2 separate regions of the Anas platyrhynchos genome follow, and region 2 is linked to region 1. A link is a contact called in public Hi-C data. All regions are on one chromosome and are shown on one strand. The core of a region is the stretch at or near the end of the contact, and the rest is flanking DNA. Distances in the headings are between cores, read along the strand shown.

The links. A called contact is a pair of places that touch in the nucleus more often than the background predicts.
Region 2: a Hi-C map of liver shows a contact between it and region 1, with 1.9 times the contacts expected there. The contact joins two enhancer-like sites. A contact is called at or near these places in 2 of 8 Hi-C or Micro-C datasets (liver and skeletal muscle).

What each region holds. Positions count from the first base shown.
Region 1 is chr9:759,247-766,086 of IASCAAS_PekinDuck_T2T, forward strand. No RefSeq gene overlaps it. Among named protein-coding and RNA genes, the nearest start is that of SUCNR1, 21 kb to the left of the region's middle. Within about 2 kb of position 2,530, at least 2 of the 8 cell types and tissues checked have an H3K27ac peak or open chromatin away from gene starts, as enhancers often do.
Region 2 is chr9:828,357-835,196 of IASCAAS_PekinDuck_T2T, forward strand. It overlaps MBNL1 (muscleblind like splicing regulator 1), which reads left to right. Exons shown (of 10, transcript XM_027464637.3): 3 at 2,127-2,327. Among named protein-coding and RNA genes, the nearest start is that of MBNL1, 45 kb to the left of the region's middle. Within about 2 kb of position 3,300, at least 6 of the 8 cell types and tissues checked have an H3K27ac peak or open chromatin away from gene starts, as enhancers often do.

The sequences.
Region 1 (6,840 bases), core at 1,280-3,779:
TGCCTTGTGGTAGCTGGTGCAAGCTAGCTTTAGAAAAAAAAAATGGACTCTCTTTTTTCCTTTAAAAAAAAAAAAAAAAGCCAAGAAAATAATTATGTCTTATTTCCTATAATCAGCTAATGGAAACTTTCGAACTTGTGTTACTTTAAATGGGTGAACCTTGGGCTGCCTACATCTAATCTTTTTCTATGGAATAGCTCATACTGCCTTACGAGTTTACCATTCTTATAACCAAATAAAGCTATCGGAATGTGTGATTGTTTTTGTACTGGCAAGTTTACTAGAGGAAATCCTCCTCCTGAACGAGCACAATGGCTCCTGATTTCTGCAGGGCAAGTAGCAGCCAGTAAAAACAAACATTATCCTGTTATAGTACATTGCTACAAAGGCCTGAATTAAAAAGATTATGTATGTAGTTCAGATTACCATAACTTTAAATCTAATAATGTATTTTTTCTCTGCTTAAAAATATTTTACCTTTCTAATTTTTTTTTTTCTTTCTTTATGGTACAGGGACAAATTCTGGTTTGTGTTGTGTATTTCAAAACGTATTAGTGTGTTTGCTGGGAATCATTCATGAATCTGCTACCCTAAGCAAGGTTGTTTTGTCTGAGGTTTCATGTATGTGTTCTGTTGTGGGGAAATAACTTTTTCCTGATATGGGAAAGCAATTTATTTTTAGTGCCTATTGGATACTCAGGTTGTTTTATCTTATCTCATTTTCAATTAATTTCTGTGCGTTTTAGGGAGCTCTTCATGGCATTACCACCCAATGCATTTGATCACCCTATGGCAAGTTTCAGGCTCTCCTCAAGAACTTGGCTGTGCCTCCCCAGTGGTGCTGGGGCCATGCCACCCCACGGCTGCCCCGGTGCCTGTGGGTTCTGGCGTGGGTCCCAGCCATGGGGAAAGCCTGGGGCAGGCGGGCAGAGCTCTTGGCCCAGCACTCCCTGCCTGAGGACATGTCCGGGGTGCCTGATGCCCCTTGGCCACGGGTGGACCCCCAGGTCCTGCGGGGGGAACAAGGGTCAGCTCTTCAAATGCCTGTTCCTGTCACAGTGCCCGCAGTTCATGCTTCTCACGTCGTGTGAGATGGAGATCTCGCAGGGATGCTTTGTTCATACGTCAGCTCACTGCTGCGTATGATTTCCTCGTCATTGCCAGAGATTTGGGTGGCTTTACTGAAATTTGCATGAAGCAAGCAATGGTACCCACAGCTACAGGTGGCTTCGCAACAGGAATGTATACAGAGTAGGAAATAATTCACTGCTAAATTGGGATTGAACGGCATGAAAACAACAACTCTTGATCTTACAAAGGCTCAGACATCAGCTTAACATCACACTGCATACTCACACGGAGGTTTTGGGAGGTGCTTTTCCTTCCCTGCTCAGGTTTGCAGGGTTGTGCAGGCAGCGTGAGGCCAGGGCACAGCTTGCCCAAGGGCAGGTGCAGCACCAGCCCACGGAGCGCGGCACTGGCGAGTCACAGGGGAGCCTCCCTGCAAAGGAATTTTGGTCTTGGCAAATACTGCTTGTTCTTGGCATGGATCAGCTGAAAGGGGAAACAAGAAGAGCACTTCTTTAGGGAGTTCTCCTGGAAAACTTCAGAGTCTTCTGTGCACGGAAAACAGAGGTGCATGGAAAGCCTGAAGGACAGTTCCTTGCAAAAATTCTGGCAGCCAGTGCTGAAACCTGATGCTGCCTTTGAGTGCCAAACACCTTTTTCCTAAGGTGTTTGAAAAATGGGATGCCTCCTCCTGTGGTAGAAGCTGTGTCTGCTTGATGGGTCCTGTGGCACAAGTGTCCCCGCCATGCCTGGTCGCACGCGTGCTGAGCAGGGTGATGTGGTGGGCACCGACCTGAGCGTTGTAATGGGGTACCGAAGGTGAATTTTTTCTTTCCTCAGACTACCTGGGAAGTTTTTTCAGCTCAGCCGCTTGCTGCTGCTGTAAGCATAGAATTTGGGCTGTTTCAAGTGCAAGCTGCAGTCTGCACGACCGATCCCCAGCGATGGGTAACGGGGGCTGCTCCGCTGGTACCCCCAGCACGGCACGGCCCTGGCAGCGGGCACAGCTCCCCTGCCCCAGTGGGGCTGGCACTGCGGGGACCCCGCCTGGCCACTCTCCATTCACGTCCCTGGGTAGCGGATCACTGGAGTCACTCATGCTTTTACAAGGTGTCATTCTGACCACAGTGGCAGCACGGAAGCTGCATTTGTATTCATCTGTCTGCAGCCGTGCTGTAGTTACTGGGAGGCAGCACGAAGCTGCCGGCACCCTGACGTAGCCGCCACGATCTGCAGCCCATGGCTCCGCTGCGCGCCGTGGTTTTGTGTTTGTTTGTGTTTTCCCGGGGGAGCCATCTGGTGTTTGCAGCTTCCCCGAAAAGCCTTCTCTGCCCGAGTGCCCCAGCAGACACTGCCTTTGGTCGCTTTCTCGCCTGCCACCCGCGGCCCTGCAGAGCGAGGCCAGGCAGCCGTGGGGCACGGGGAGCGCGGTGCTGCTGGGGCCGCCGGCTGTGGCAGCCTGTGGCTGCGGGTGCGCCCGGGTTTGCTCTGCGCAGCACGTCACTTGCTTATTCCTGAGCCTGTCTGCGTGTTGATGAGGAAGCCTTTTCTTTCATTTCTCACTTAGGCAGAAGTTTGTGATTTTTTTACAAGTAAATCTGGCAATAAAGAAGCCAAAATAGTCGTGTTAGGCTTCAGTAACTAGTAATCCATGCTTTTTTAGGGAAAAAAAAGTTACTCAGAATTCCAGGCTTCTCTTTTTTGCCTGAGCTGCTCAGCTGTCCCTCAGGGAGCAGTGTGTTCATTACCTTGCAGAGAACCTGGACCTCTTACAGGTGTCAGATGGGGTTAAATATCTTGGAAAATAAGGAAAATGAGGCGTGTGGGTGTAGCTTGGCCAGGGCAGCGGGAGCCCTGCTCTGCGCCGGGACGCAAGGAGCCACGGTCTGGGCACAGCATGTGCTGCACGGGGTCTGTGTGCTGGGAGCAGAGGGGGAGGAAAACGAGGGCTTCCATGGGGGAAATGCCTGCGCAGCATAGTGGTGCGCTAAGGCTAAAAATGAGCGTTTCTGGGCTGGCCGGAGCGATGTGTCTGATCTGTCCTGTCCGCTGCAGCGCTGTGGAGGAGGAGGCCCTCCTTTCTCGGGGCAGGCCCTCTAACGTGGGGGAATGAGCGTGCTGTCATGTTGTGTTCCCCAACCCGCTGCCTGCTGGACAGTACGGCTGTGTAACAGCTCGTAGGGGTGCACGAGAAGCCTTGCTTGATGAAATTTTTTGGTCTTCAGCGAGCTGCATGGCATACAACGAGCAGTGTACGTAATGGGAACACGGCTCTCTGGAGGCCCCATGGTAGCAGGTGCCCAAATGAACCTGCAGGTCCCATCCCAGCTGTACGCCAGCCTGGGCTGCAGAGATGGGGCGGCCCGGCTCCGGGGGCAGGACCGTCAGCACCCTGCTTCTCACCTCACGTTTTGCTTCACCTACCTGAGAATCATGAGTCATTTTAGATGGATTTAGTTCTGTAAAAGCACTTCTAAGTCAAAGCTTTACTTTATGCACCTTAGGACAAGGGTTATGCTTCAGCTCTCTCACCCAGGACCAGACACGCATCTTTCATCGTTGGTCCTGGTGTTGTTTGTGGAGCCGTTCTGTGAGGCCCTCTCCTTTGTTTTAACTTCTGTTATTTCCCAGTGTGATTTCAGTGGTGTACTCAAAGAAGCCAGAAATTAATTTTCCAGTTACCATCAGAGGTTAATACATCCTTTGTTTTCTTCCTAACTGAGCTACAATACCTTTGGGCATAGTACTTGATACAACTTGGCAAGGGAAGAAATAATATCAGAATTGACCTTGGTACCAAAATAAATAGAGGGGAATTAATGTTTAGTTATAATTATCCTGTTCTCATTAACAGTTCCTCTGATTACTGTAAAATATATGAGGTTCCAAGGAGTTTTGTGTGACTCTTGTTATATTTATGAAAATGGCTTTTCAAGACCTACAGCCTGTGCAAGCAAGAGAGACAAGCTTGCATGCTTCTTCAGATGGTTTTCAGACTGCCGTGTACACCTTGGTATTGCTATACACAAGACAAGGATCAAAATAAACAGTCTTAAATGCTTCCGATTAGCCACTTTATTCTTAGTTAGAATTACATCAAAGAGAAATCAGATCTTTTTTTTTTTTTTTTTTTTTTTTTTTTTTCTCCTGAGAGCTGCTGTATATCATTATAATGATTCAATGTGTTATATAATACACTTAAAACTGAAAGTGATCGTTTTCTGAAGCAGAATTTCTTAGCATGAAGTACTTTGATTTGATTTCTTGCACTGGACTTACATCTTACATCTTATTTTAAAGGAGGTTTCTGGTTTATACAAGCAATCTGTATATCTGTTTTAATTGACTTGCTGTCTGGATGTGTACTTTATCTTTCTGTCATTTGATTTTTCATATCTTTTATCTACTTCTAAAACGTAAGGCACAAATTTAAAAAATGCCTACGTGCTTTGGTGTATTCTGCATGTGATTTTTATCTATAGAGAAGCAGAGTTCGCCATGAACAAGACAAAACAGCCTAGAACAGCAAAAGGAAACTGGCTGAAAATGCAGAATTCAGAAGCTTGACTTATCTTGTGGGCAAGAAACATAATGTGTCTGTGACAGCCATACTTTTCGTATACTCCTCCATCATCCATCGGCTGTGTGCAGGTGGTTCAGAAGCTGGGCTCCTGCACCACTCTCTGTGCCATTGCAACAGGAGCCTGTGACGGTCACCCCTCAGCACGAGGATTTTGTGCTCATACACAACTTCCGAGGGATTTAGCAGGCCTCGCTTTGTGTTGCTGCTGACCACACACCTCAAAGGCTGGACATTGCCTTACCAGATGCACCTTTGTTTTTCCCAAAATGTCAAAATCTTTCACAACAGAGTATTCAGAGAAAAGATAGAAGCCCAGCTCTGCTGTCTTCCTTTGCACCCTGTTGATGGCACTGACACTGCTCTCGGTGATAGCCAGCATCTCTGCAGCCTTTGGGTCGGGGACAGACCAAGATGAGAACGTGCTCCAGACTTATATTCCAGATGTGAATTTATTTTCAGTTTGGAGAAGAGTTTTTGAGCCCAGCAAAAAATGCTGACCAATCTACTGGTCAGCTCATTTTCCAGCTTACGCTGGTTTCTGGACCTGCCTTTCCAGGGCAGACTGAGCCTGACAAATCGTTGGCAATTTCACTCCCACTGGAATGGAGAAGCTCGACGTTCTTGAAATGGAAATTCACAGTTGGCAACAATGGCTCTGCTTTTAATATTATCTAATAATGTGAGTTTTTTGTGAGGGAAATCTGAAAGGAATTTATTTTTATTTTTCTTCTTTAAGTCAGTGTTTCTACCTTGCTGTCATTTCTGACCTTGGAAGCAGATAGGTAAATGCACTTCACATCCATCGCTGCTGCTGCCACGGGAAGCAACTGAGTAGCAGCTTGCGGTTAGGTGGAATAAAACCTGTGCTGAGCCCAGAGGCTGAGCTCGCTGTCGTGCTGCGGGCTGGAGGCTGCAGCACTGCCCGCCCAGAGGGGGCTGAGGGGGGCTGGGCAGTGCCTTTGGACAGGCGCACGCTGCTGGAGGCACTGGTGCCTGCCAGCCGTCAGCCCTCGCTTCTGGTTGGGAAAGCAGCTCTGCCTGCGAGGCGCTCTGTGACCGTGGTGTCTTTTAAAGAATCGAATAATCTGTGTTTATGGTTTCCTACAAATTAAGCCGTTCATAGCAAGTGCCTCTGCAAGTGCAAAAAAGAGTCAGACATGGGATTAAAAATTGAATCATTCTCTAATTCATTAACTAATTCATGGTGAAATGCTGTTTTTCCTTTTCTGGTCTTAAAAGTGATTCCAAATGATTGGTTCCTCTTTTCTGCAGTGCTTTATTTCAGAGTCTGCGTGATTAGTGTAGCATTGTGTGCCTAGTGAATATTGACAGAAATCTATCTAAAGCTCATTCACTCAGATCTTGAACAGCTGCTTATTTCATGCTAATTTCTTTTACTTCTTGGGACCATTTTATGGATGGATTTTTTGTTGGTTCAGATATTCGCAAGTGCTTGTCCTTCATGGATGAAATCCTGACCTGCTTGTTGCAATCAGTGGGAATTTTGCCACCGGCTAGGATTTCACCCTGTGTAAAAATTGCGTGCTGCCAGACACCAACACGAGAAGCATATTACATGGCAGCATTTCTTCCAATGTCCCTTGCTCTGTTGTCACATTTAAAACTCAGCTTTCCATGGGCAAAGGCTTCCTGTGGTCATTGCAAAGAAATAAGCAAACAGCAGGCAGTAGATTCCTTTTTGAAGCAAAGGTGTTTTGTTTGCTGAGAGTAGACCGTGTGCCCATGCACCTACAAACTGATTTGCTGATACTGAAGACAGTGAATAATTCATTCTTCAAATGAAAGTCTTTCCCCTTCAGGTGGACTGCTGGACTCCAACACATCCAGCACTGCTTTGGAGTAAGCTAGATGGATGTTACCTCCCTGCTTACTGCCCTCGGTGCTTTGCTGGTACAACCAGGCTCCCGTGTCAGCCAGTCTTCTGCAGGGGTTGCTGACGAGGTTTTATAGTCATTTCTGTAGTTGGATTTTATCGTCATTTCTGTAGCTGGACATTCAGTTCATTCTGGAGTGAGTTACGAAACTGTGGGCAACTGTAACACACCTGGGGGTCAGCTAGGGGTATGGTGAAAGGACTCTGCTGGAGACAGCTGCGGTGCTGTGCCGCACGAGATGCAGAGGGGATCAGCCCTGCTGGAAGCTCTGACTGCTGCTCTGCAGGTGCTGCT
Region 2 (6,840 bases), core at 2,050-4,549, 70 kb after region 1:
CCCTCGTATTTGTGCTAAATAGTGACTTGGCCCCATGTTTTGGGGGTCTACCAAATTGCAGTAAGTATCCTGCAGCCCATCTGATTTAGTTAATGCGGACTTACTCTTCCAAAGGGCTTTATGCCTCGTCTGGTTCAAGAAGAAGTGTACGTGGGGGAGAAAAGCAGAAATGTTTTGGAGGGATCTTCGCAGTGACTTGTTGGCATCAGTTACCAGCATGAGAAGAGAGGGCGTGTTGTTTTCTCATTTTGGCCATCTTTTTGTTAAACAAAATTTCATGCAGCACCGAAGGAAGGAAGTGAGCTAAGGCGGCGTCAGCGCGTGAGCTGCGGGTGCGGTGGCACCGCGCTGCTGCCCCTGCTCGCTGCCTCCTGATCAGAAACCAAGCGGGGTGTGTGTGCGGCCAGGCAGCTCAGACGCAGGCTGTACTTTACGTGCCTTAACTTCAGAGCAACCTCAAAGTGATTTTTCAATTTCTAAACAGACGTGTACACACGCCGCAATTTTATTTTATTTCCTGGTTTGAGGACAGCGATGCAGCACTGGTGCCAGCAAACTCATACTGGGGCTATGACAAAGCTGAACAGCCAAAGTGCTGCAGACAGTAAAAGCCACTACTTCACGTGTCCTTCCCTATTAACCTGTTCTTCTCCATTACCTTTTGGTCTGCTTGTTTCATAAATGATAACCCAATGCATCTCCCGTGGTTTTATACAAAGCAGCGTGTAGATAGGCAGCAATGTTTAGGTAAACATGAAAAAATAGTTAGTGCAGTGCTTCGGAGTAGCAGTCCTTTTTGCTATACAGTCAGGCTAGCATCAGGGTAATGGTTAAACTGAGGTTCTGCTTCTACGTGTGCAGCTGGCTGCAGGATAGGTGCAAGCTCCGGCAGAACACGAATGGCTGGGTAAGAACAGTGGTACCTTGTGGTGGCCGAAAGGCTGGGGGGTATTTACACAAACGTCAAGTGATCTTGGTAGCAAATCAGCAGGATGGTCTCTCAGGTGCTGTACTTACTGGGCTCACTGGGCTGAAGGCAAATGGGAATCAGGTCCCAGGTTACACACTGACAGTCTCCCAGTTTTATCTGAACGTTCATTATTGCACAGATGATAGCACAACAATGCAAATTACGGTTAATTGATAGTGCAGTTAATAATACTACTTTAATTCCTGTAAAAATTCCCTTTTTTTGTTGTTCACATGGATGAAAAGGCAAACACGCTAAAGAAACTACTCCCATTTACACAAATTTCAGGCTTTTTTTTCTCCTGTAACCTTTGCATGTGTTTTTGTCCAGTGTTTCCAATGGACTTGCTCCCTGCTTCCAAACAATTCAGTCATTTCCTCAGAAACACGAAAACATGTGGTGCTGTGTGCTGTCTGGCTGAACGAGATAGGAAACAGCAAAAGATCTGCATTAACTTCGTTGTTGTTTTTCACTCTAAAAATTACTTTGGAAGAAAAATCTAAATGCCTTGAGTAACTACTTTATTTAGATACTGAAGATAAACACTCTGGCCGAAGTTTAATTTGGCAATTGCTCTGCTAGCACAGTGCCTCTGGATTCGGAGGGGCAGAAGCAGGATTTAACCTTCACTGCAGTGCACCAGCGCTGCACTGGGGCTTACAGCACCGCTCGGTCTCCATCTAATTATCTTCACAACATGTGACAGCCTGCAAGGGCAGCTGGTTCTTTTTTTAAAACAAACAAACAAACAAACAAAGAAAAGCCCACAGTATTTGCATGGCCTCTCTCTGGCTCAAAGATTTAGTCTAAATAAAGCATCCCCCGGTGCTTCTTTGCGGTGTCTGCACGGCCAGCCCGCCCGATTTTATAAAAATAACGGGTTGCAACCTCCTGCTCTTGTTCCCGTGCGGAACATCCGCAGCCTGTGAGCTGGGGCAGGTTGGGATCAGGGTGGGAAGTGCCCTTGTCCTTGGTGTGGGGTGCGTGTGGCTTGGCGGTGTGGTGGGGCCCTGGTGCAGGCTGCTCTCGCACCGAGGGGCTGCCTGCGCGTTTCGGATGCGCTTTGCCATCTGAGGGTGATGGCCAAGGGGTTGTGCTGCTGGCAGCACGGTGGGTACGGGTGTTTAAGTGCCTTTCTCCTTTTCTCTGATTGCAGCCGATGTTCTCAGTCGCGCCCAGCTTAGCCACCAACGCCTCGGCCGCCTTCAACCCCTACCTGGGGCCCGTGTCCCCGGGGCTGGTCCCGGCGGAGATCCTGCCCACCGCCCCCATGCTGGTGGCGGGCAACCCCGGCGTCCCGGTCCCTGCCGCCGCTGCCGCTGCCGCCCAGAAGCTCATGAGGACAGACAGGCTGGAGGTAGGAGCCGCCAGGCACGATTTACCCTCACGAGTTATCTCCTGTATTGTGTCTCCTGGACAGACGATGTGTTGCTTGTGAAAGAAAACAGCGCGAGCTTCCCCGGAGCCGGTAACGCCCTGTCTTGGCAATGGAGGGGGCGTGCCACCACGGCTCATGCTTGCAGCTCTGCTCCTGGCCCTGCATCTCAGAAGGAAGCGGGAGCACTGAGGGATGGCCGTGGTAGCTGCAGGGGCGCCCCGAGACTGCATTTGTGTGTCCAGCAGCTGCTAACGAGCGGGCCGGGTAACGAGCGCCGGGAGCTGGTGCGAGGGCCGTGCTGCAGCCGCCCGGGGGGGAGCTCGCTTGCAGCCTCTGGCATGTTTGTGCTCTGGCCACATGCTGCTGGCACTCCCCCCGCGGCCTCCCGCGCCTTGTTTATCATCCTTCGCTACAGCCCTGACAAGTGCTAGTCCTCGCTAGCTGTTACTCTCCCTTGCCCTGAATCTCTCTTATCGGGAAGGCCTGGCCGTGTTTTCGGCACCGTATCAGCGCTGCGGCAGCGAGGGCTCGTGGCCAGGCAGTGCCACGCGCTCGGGAGCGCGGCGAGCTGGGCGCTGGGCAGCCTGGTGCTGCTGTCCCTGCTCTGTGAGCGCCGTGCATCGGGCCTGGCGTGGGGTCAGGGCCCGGCCACTCTCAGGGACCTCGGGTCCTTGTGGGGACAGCAGCGGGGCCTGGGGGCGCGCTGTGGGGCCGGGTTCCTGGAGATGGTCCCTGAGCACACAGGGAGCACGGTGGGAGGAGCAACAGGGATCTGTCAAAATGCAGCCGGTCAGTGGTAGGGCTCTTCTCACACTGCAGCAGTAGGGTCTGTGTGTGCTTACAAGGGAAATTCATTGCTTTTTCTCGGTGTTTTCATCCCCGGCTGAGGAGCTGGGCAGCAGGCTGCAGGCAGGCAGGAGCGTGGGGCAGGGCCGGGCAGCGAGCCCTCCCAGCACCGCCACCACTATTCTCGGAGCTTACATCAGCGCAGGTTCCCCTTCCGCGGGATCGCATCACTTCCCCTTTTAGAGTTGTTTTCTCCGAGGAAAGAGTTTCCCAAAGCGTGTTCAGGTTACAGGAGGCCCAGCCTCCCCGAGCAGACAGCCTCGGGGCTGCCTGCTGCCCGCGGAGCCAAGGCTGTGCTGGCCTCAGGCTGTGACTGAGATGTGTGGGGAGCTACTGGATGCTGGGCTGCGGCAGGGGAACCTCCACGTGTGGGATTTGGTCCTCCAGGGGCTCTGTGCTGTCCCTGTGCAGCTGCTCGGGGAAATGCTCGACTGCAGAGCCAGGCTGCTCTGCACACGGGGGAGCTGTGAGCGGTGCTCTCACAGCACACCCAGAGGCACGGTCTGCAGTAAGAAGAGGTTTTAACAACCAGAAAAAGCCCGCAAAAAGCCCCTCCTGAAGGAGGGCTGTCCCTGCCCGCTCTGCTTTCAGCCCTGCCTTTCCGACAGGGCCTTCCCCTGGCTGTGCCCAAGCTGTGCGATCACTCACAGACATCCAGCTTCATCCCCCTCCCAGCTGCTCAGCTTCGCTGTTTGTTTTGGCTGGGATCGGGAGCACATTGCAGTTTACCCAGCAGCTCTGCGATTCCACACGGAACCGCTCGTACAAAAATAGTGCCTGTTGCGGGCGGGGGGGCTTCTCCTCCTCCTGTTCTCCCCGCAGCAAATGCAGTTTAAGCAGTTCGATACGCAGGTGAGAAGATAATTGGCCAGTGCTTTGCAGTGCTCAGTCATTTAATCAGAGGTCTCTAGATTTAGGGCATAGTTCTTATCTATCTTATCTAATAAGGCCATAGTTCTTATGAACAACAAATCATTCGTATAGTTTTTTGATTACAAAAGTGCAAAACTGATTTGCAGGATTTTATGTGGACTGCCCCTCACCTCTCCGAGGGGGCGTGCTCTGCCTGCCACGTAGCTACCTGCTCTTGAAGAGGGCTCGCTGCTGTTTGTTATTGCAGGACTGCAGAGCTTTATATGGCTTAGCTCTCCCTGCCTTGGAATGAACTGTCCCCTGAAAAAAAATAACTGCAGTGATGTTAGTAGCTAATCTTGGAATATGATTTGTTCTGTTTAGAATTTTAAACGCTTATTTTCAAGAATAAAGTACCGGGTCCTTAATTAAATTAGCACGCGTGTTCTGGGCTACTGAAGCAGACCAACACGCAGCTAACATCTCGCTATACATGTAGCAGGGCTTTAAGGCAGGCAGCACAGACCAGGCGCTGAGCCTGGTGTCCTGAGCAGCTCTGAGTGCTCGCGGGATGGCTGCTCACTGCCCCGAGCAGCGGGATGCAGCTCACAAGCACTGGGACCGTGCTGGTAGCGCGCTGGTGCCTGGGTGTTCGGTGTGCTCAGGCACTCCCCTACGGCACCTGGGTCTCAGGGTGGGAACTTTGAGGGTTCAGGCTTTTCCTGCAGCTTTCTTCACATTCCTCCCCTGCCAGAAATACCGTGAACAAAAATACGGCTCCTCTCGTGAACTAGAGGGGAACCCGCAAGGGACGAGGAAGTGAGAGAGAAAGGCGTTGCGTGTTGGGTTGCTTTGGGAGCACGTTTCCCTTCGCATGCCGCCCTTTGCTGTTAGAAGTATTCGAGAGTCAAGACTGCTGCAATCAAGCTGCTGTTTCCTGCGTGATTCGTATGTGCCATTTTGTTGCCAGCAGGCAGAATGTACTGGCTAACAGCATACTTGTGCTGAATTCAGTGCAAAGGAGGCAAAAGGTGGAACTTGCTCGGGAAAGGCCAGGGATGTCACCCTGTGTTCATGTGCCCTGGCCAAGCCTCGTCCAGCTCTGGGCGAGTGGCTCAGCCACGGCCGAGGTTTCGGGGCAGTTGTCTCTCCGCCAGGGTGGGCAGCTGGGATCCCAGCAGGGCAATCAAAATAAACCCGGCCCCAAATTAGAACAAGTGAAGTTCACGGTGATGCCTGGCTGATCCTGCAGGGCCGGTTCCATTCCCTAACTCAGCAGTTCGGCCCGGCATCATGCGGTCATTCCAGCTTCTTAGGTTCAGTTTGTGCTCCTTAGCTGCTGTTACGCTTCTTCCCTTACCAAGTGGAAAATTGTGATACTAATTACAGGGCTACAAATAAACAAACAAATAAACACTCTCTGGATCTGAAAGGCTAGAGCACATATCATGCTTCCGTGCCTCTGTCTGCTCAAGCAGATGAATGATATATTGCTGCCTGCCTGTGGCAAGAGCTAACACCATCTTCAGCGCTTGCTTGTAAGCAAACAAGAATTGCAAACACTCTTGGCTAGCATCACAGTGCTTCAAAAGCCATCGCAGGTCATGCTGATTAAAAGGACTAGCGGTTTTATGGTTTGTGTCTGCTGTGAGCCATCACTCAGATCTGCTCAAGACCTCTGTGAGAGAGCCATTCATTGCTTTATCTCAGCCCACACAACTGCCCTGTGAAAATGTGCTCTGTGTGGGCCAGAGTTTATCTGCCGAACTGTTTCAGTTCTCTGGGCAGTTTTCTTGGCTTTTAACTGGGATAAAATCGCCTTACCTCGGCATGTGTTCTCTTTCTCCGCCTCTCTGTGTGTGTGTGTATCTATGCATACTAATTTACTTTTATCATCTTTGGCTTATTAATTGAGGAGTTCTTGGGTAGAAGACAATGATTTATTGCCGAGGAAGGATTTGTAGCAATAAAAGAGACCAAGTCGTAGTGCGGGGCTGACCAAGCTCACGTTTGGGGAAGCAGTGACCTGGCAGCTCCATTTGGTGCATGCCTGGGCATAACGAGGCAGGCAGACCAGGGGCCAGGAGTGCGCAGGGGTGATGCTAGCACACAGCTGGTCCAGGGAGCAAACTTGTATTTGGTGATGGCTCAGAGAGATGCCACCTCCTGGCCCAGCCCCTGCCGGCGTTGTGGCAGAGCGGCGCGTGGCACTGCGCGGGGACTGGGCCAGGAACTGGTCCGCCTGAGAAGTTCCCAGCAATAAAATGGTTATTTGGCCAGTCTGCCTCCCGCGTGCTACGAGAACGGCTCCACGAGCAGCAAGCCCTGAGCAGCAGGGCCGTGGGGATAAAAAGAGGAAGGGAGGTGCCTCAGCTGGCTTATTTGGCCAGTGTGTTTGCTGCCAAATATACATCCAGTCTTTGTCACCGCATGGAAAAAGGCTATAAATAGGGTCGTGCTGGAAAGGCCGTGAAGAAAGGGGTGCTCCCTGCGGGCAGGTTCACCAGTGGCATTGCTCTTGTCCTTCAGGGTGTCTGCCACAAGCCGTGGACAGCGGGCAGCTGGCACGTAGGGTGGCACAGGGGTTAAAAAGCAGCTGAAGTGCTAGCACAGAAACCAAACAACAACTGAGGTTGGTTGGTGTAGGGATCGGAGCCAAGGTTCTTGAGGAAGTGCTGATGATCCAGGCTTATGGGCACCCACCTTTAAAAGGAAATTCCACCCGCTGCAGCGGCTGTATTTTTGTACAGACGTGCTTGGTTTGGGCCCTTTCTGTTTCCTATAGCCCTTTGGA